Regions from separate parts of the Mus musculus genome. Here region 2 is linked to region 1. The links are chromatin contacts, called in public HiChIP or PLAC-seq maps. All regions are on one chromosome and are shown on one strand. Each heading gives the region's core, a stretch centred on a gene start, on an enhancer-like site or on the middle of the called end of the contact. The rest is flanking DNA. Distances are from core to core; before and after follow the strand shown. Region 1 has its middle 18 kb from the start of 9130015A21Rik. Region 2 has its middle 87 kb from the start of Gm40388.

The links. HiChIP or PLAC-seq counts read pairs in DNA pulled down with a chosen protein or histone mark.
Region 2: an HNF4G HiChIP or PLAC-seq map of pancreatic cancer cells shows a contact between it and region 1. The contact joins two enhancer-like sites. A contact is called at or near these places in 3 of 15 datasets of contacts at CTCF or cohesin (CD8 T cells, the NIH/3T3 cell line and large pre-B cells), 6 of 484 Hi-C or Micro-C datasets (B cells, CD4 T cells, Sertoli cells and 2 more) and 2 of 115 datasets of contacts at active chromatin or transcription factors (microglia and pancreatic cancer cells).

The regions. Positions count from the first base shown.
Region 1 is chr12:35,711,671-35,714,370 of GRCm38.p6, reverse strand. No RefSeq gene overlaps it. Among named protein-coding and RNA genes, the nearest start is that of 9130015A21Rik, 18 kb to the right of the region's middle. Within about 2 kb of position 1,395, at least 79 of the 459 cell types and tissues checked have an H3K27ac peak or open chromatin away from gene starts, as enhancers often do. A contact at or near this core is called in pancreatic cancer cells, where this site is marked.
Region 2 is chr12:35,832,449-35,835,148 of GRCm38.p6, reverse strand. No RefSeq gene overlaps it. Among named protein-coding and RNA genes, the nearest start is that of Gm40388, 87 kb to the right of the region's middle. Within about 2 kb of position 1,353, at least 100 of the 459 cell types and tissues checked have an H3K27ac peak or open chromatin away from gene starts, as enhancers often do. A contact at or near this core is called in pancreatic cancer cells, where this site is marked.

The sequences.
Region 1 (2,700 bases), core at 146-2,645:
GGGGGGGGTGTGTGTGTGTGTGTGGGTGTGTGTGTGTGTGTGTGTGTGTGTATATACACCTTTATACGTAGCAATGTGTCTTTTAATAGGTCCTTTGTAGAACTCTGGCAAGTTGGAATTAGATGATCAATCATAAGGCCCTGGGTTTGAGCTAAGACTGATATATTCTTATGTGTTCAATAAGTTAAATGTAAAGCCAAGAGCTCCAAGATTTCTTTGGAGGTGGGAAATGTGTCAACAGGTTTTAGAGTATTTTTTGACATAACAGTCTGAAGCTCACTGAAAAAGACTAGAGGTTTATATCCTGGCACTTTAATACGTACATGAGCAAGTACAATGGAGATGGATGACTTGATGTTTTTGTTATTAAAACATCTACTGTCTCAGTATTTAATTATGGGGATGGAATGTGAGGCTCACGCTCAAATCACACAGGGCCTGTTTGGTTGGTAAGATGAGAACTAGAAAATCTATTCAGTAAGCCTCAAAAGAGTTCTTCATAAATGTAGTATGGAATGATCAAAGTACTGAGAGCAACTAATTCCATATTCAAAAATATAACTGTTCTAAAATTAGGGAGTTGTTTCCCCAAGTAATTGTCTTCCCAAGTTTAGCTTCAGGGAGAGGTGGAATAGAATGTCAAATGCAGAACTCCAAGTCTCTATACATGTGTAGCAAGTTTGTCTTACATCTTCCCAGATGCTGGTCTATTTTCACACCAGCAGCTCCTCATACTTCTCATGACCAACATTTGGCTGGCTCAACATAGGGAGAGAAGAAGATAAAGCAGGACACTGAAGCTAAGGAAAATAGGTTACCTTTGGTGTGTTTTAGTAAAAGCAGCACAGGACGCTTCCCAGAGTTCTCTTCTCAAGTCATAGTGCATTGAAGACTTTCAAGAGTCATTGGCTTGGGATTAAGTACCCAGGGTTTGCATGTAAAACATCACAGGAGGAAAACAACATGACTCATGTCATGTAGAGCTTCATGGGAGAAAGTTAAGAGCAACACAGAGAGAATATGTTGAGGCCACTTTTGATTTCACAGTAGGATAATCACACTGAGCCTGAGCTACCCAATGCATTATGTACAATTGTGCACTGAAAACTGTTAGAATGACTTCCAGGTCACCAAGAGTGTCATCAGGACATGTATCACACTCTAGTAGCACTTAACTTAACTCTGCCACTTAAAATATTGTTAGGGGAAAGGAAAATATTGAACGGTGTCTATAAAAGACAAATCATTCTGATACAGTTATCTACTCACAAGATCTGTGGAAAATGAGGCACTCCAGAGACCTATTTGTTGCATCCTGATGCAGGGCTATAGGAGTGACACTACACTCCCAGCAGCCTGGACAGAGGCAGCACAGAGGCGTGCTGGCATGCACACAAGCGTTCAAGAATCTAGTTAAGATCTGTACCTGGTACAAGATGGGGCAGGTTATATTCACTGTGAAAGCATGTGATAATGGGTCATGGAAAATACAGTGTGGGTTACGAGAAGCCAGGGGAAGTTTCTTGATTTCCATTGAGAGTAGTTTCTAAACACTTGTCCTGTGTACACCCACACAGGTCCCACAGTCTCTAAAGGGATCATTTAGGTCAAGCAAAGGGAAACAGCATGCTTCTGCACTTAATCATTCCTTACAAATATTTGCTTTGTACTTACGTGTCCCAGGTACTGTTCCTGTGTCCTGCAGATCCAGGACTGAGAAGACGTTCCCACGTAGAGAATCGTGATTAAGTGCTTACACTTTCAGTGCAAAGCAGTTACTCTTTTGAGCATTCTTGTACTTAAACCATTTAACTTCCATGAAAATAACTTTAAGAGGTACCATAACCCCCCTTTTATAGGCAAGAAAACAGGCCCTAGAATAACTTGCTAGAGCAGAGGGAAGACCAAAAAGGGGTTCCTTAATTGGCTTGCCATCCTGACTTTGGATACCGGGAATAGAAAGGTGTATTTGAAAGGTGTTGAGGCATGGGACCCAGAGGCTGGAAAGCTATCAATCTCCTGATAATGCCAGAGGTGTTTTGCTTGGTGGCACTTACTTACAGGTTATCTAACTTCATCCTGTAACATGTTACAGATAAGTAAAACAGTGCAGTCTCATAACTAGGTAAGTGGGAGGAGCAGGGATGGTTGAACTCAAGGGACTCATACTACACTGTCACAGAAGAAGAAAACAAAACCAGAAAGAAACAGTTGGAAATTATTTTTCAAATCTGCCTCTAAGAGTCTTGGAGACATGCCTGTGCGTCAATTTTAAAAGTTAATATTGCACTTATATATCATGGCAGGCCTGTGTCAGGCTCAGAGACTCAGTGAGGAGAGGAAGTATTTCTACTGTTTTAAAAAACCCTCATGGTATGTTGAGCATGTGTTTCAGAGAAGTTTTTCACATCCCTTTTTATGTTTGAGAAAAGGAAAAAGGGCCCATGTGGCAACATCATTTGAATTTCACATCCTATTTCACAGAAGTTTTTAGTTCTCAAGAGTAAAAAAATGACTTTCTTGAGTAAACGTAAATTGACTGGTCATATGACATAGGCAAGTGCTTTTGTGTTTTCTATGCATCACCGGCACACAGACACAGGTGTCATCACGCAATGGCAATGATCAACGTGGTCTTCCCACTTTCAGTCACATAAGATCCGGTATCTTTCAGTTCCTGCTGACTACTCTGGAATCCCT
Region 2 (2,700 bases), core at 104-2,603, 120 kb before region 1:
TTCTAAAGTAGACCTTTGTGGGGAGTTGTTCTAGTAGCATGGAGGGTGAGGGTGGTGAAGACACAATGAGTTATCTGGGAAGAAGACTTTGGAGACCAGCACCAGAGTGCAGATCTAGGTTAATTCAGGATTTCACTGGCATATGTATACATACTTCATTCAGTCAGCTATAGTCCAATAATCTTGAATGGTGTGCAACTGTGTAATGTGAGGGTGTACGTGAGGAACAGCATGTCCTAGCAGTGTGTTTGTGGACAGAGGGCAGGAAGCAGGCAATGCCCTGGGCTTGGCACCATTTTGTGTGTCTCTGGTATGTCGGACCCCATTATGTGTCATGTACTTCTGGAGACTCAGGTCTGCTCAAGCAGCTGGAGGAACCGGTTGTGCTTCTCACATCTTCTGTCTTTTAGAGACACCATCTGGACAGAGACTGTGCCCTCAGACCCTGCTGAGGTTGAAAACAAAACAAAAGAACCCCAAGCCCCAATTCTCCCAGCGTTTCCTTCTTTGTCCCCACCAAACTATCATTGAGTCACATTTTGAGAACTCTTGCTTGCCCAAGCTGCACTTTTTCTACTAGGAAATGCAGTTAATGTGAAGCCATTTGATGATCTTAAGAGTCCCTAGAGGATGTGGGGTTGCTCCCCACTCCAGGCCCAGCCAAATCAGACCCTTGACTGTATTGACGAAATGTCTCTCTCCTCTTATCTTGTTGGTTTAAGATAAGCTGATACAGAATTGGATCTACATTTTTCAATGCTGTTAAAATTGGTTCTAAGTCGGGGAACATGTTACCCTTTTACCACCCAGAGGCAAACAAGTTCCAGAAGAGGAGCAAGCCAGTGGTTGACGTTGTGCTCCTCAGTATTCTAGTACTTGGCTTTCAGTATCAAGGTGCAGCAAGCCGCTGGCACTCCATCCATGGCTTCTGTCTTCTAGGAAGGAATAAGACATTTTCTATGGAGATAATGTCATCCACTTTGTCTAGAACTTCACAAGATGGCAGTAAGAGAACAAATCATACAATATTTGAGCAGGTTAGTTTTTCACGCTAGTGAAATTGATTTAGATTACTTAGGATAAGAACAGCTACTTGGTGATGCAGACTCATCTCTCCCATGACTGAAAGAGGCTAAGTAGGCATTCTCCTCTCCTCTCTTCTCCTCTCCTCTCCCCTCTCTTACCCTCCCTTCTCCTCCCTTTCTTCTCTTTCTTAAGAATGTCTCATGTAGCTCAGTCTGCCTCCAACTTTCCATGTAGCCAAAGATGCTCTTTGACTTTTGATCTTCTTGCCTTTACCTCTCAAGTGCTGGGATTAAAGGGGATCAAGCTCAGGGTGTTGTGCATTCCAGGCAAACATTCTACTCACCGAGCTATAGCCCCAGCCCACAGGCATTCTTTCCTTATATCCTTTGGTCTTGTATTTGCCCTAAGGAATAAATCTCCTGTTTTTGACCATTGTTTTTGCTGCAAAAACTACGAATAAAGCCGCTCTACTGACTATAAAAATGTAGAGATGTTTCATCTGGAAATTAGTCTTGTTAGCCTACTTTTCTGTTTGTTTTTGTTCCTGTGGTCTGTGTATCCACAGAGCATTCTTCAGCTTCCTCATTTCCCTGCTCCTCTCTAGAGATTGCTAGTTACTCAGTCAGAACAGCCTTTTCTCTGCCTTGCAACCAGAATGAGTCACACTCACTTCCAGATTCTTGAATCATAGGGTTATGAATCTTTTACTTCTTGAAAAATCTTCTCCTGTAAGTTTTCAAGAGGGAGCATTTAGTAAGCAATTTTCTTTCCTGCTAGGTCCTTGCCCTGTTCCCAAGCCATGTGATTTGTCTAGAACGTTGCCTTTTCTTTTCTAATGTTGGGTGCATGACTCCAGTTCACCTCTTCTGTTTTCATCTCCTGTCTAGTGTTGCTTCAAGGATAGTAAACAACTCAACCAAACTCTTTTACTGAGACTGTTGCCAGGGGCATTGCAGATCTTTCCCACCCCCACATACAGGGGGAGGGAGGATAGGGAGTAGATGACCTCATAGGTGGCAAAAGAGTTATAGAGCAGGTGGGGTGAAAGCATTCTTAAGCAAAGCCTTCCAGTGTCTGCTTACTAGTGCTGCTGAAAGAGGCTGAGCTCTGAGTAGACATCCCAGGAAAGGATTAGACTCCAGGAGAACTAATCTCAAGATTTCTCTGCTTCTTTTCCTCATCTCAGTCCATAAACAACCCAGAGAAAATGGATCAGAACATGACTGCACTTCTGGGAAAGGGAACAGCAGAATGGGACATGGATCAATTAGTTTGAGAGGAGTATGAGGAACGGCATGTTTATAATATTTGGAAGGAAGTTAACATCAGTTAGTAATTTCTCTGTTCCCCAGAACGTGATCTTTGAACAACTCTGAAGGCAACCAGTTCTCCAAGATTAGTAAGGACCCTGATCTAATTAATCTAAAGTTAATTATTATTTAATTTACATGGCAAAGGAAAGGAGGAGGAATTTTACACTTGCCACTCGTGGTAGGTGTATATATGTTCTGTTCTGTTTCACCCTACACAGAATTTGTAATAAAGAAAGAAGAGATGCATTTTCAAAGCTACAACTGTGTAAGGGCTATGGAAATATAAAGAAACTGGAACAAAGTCCCTATTGTATAGGAAATATTCAGGGAAAACCAGTTAACTGTGGCTGTTGTTGATAAT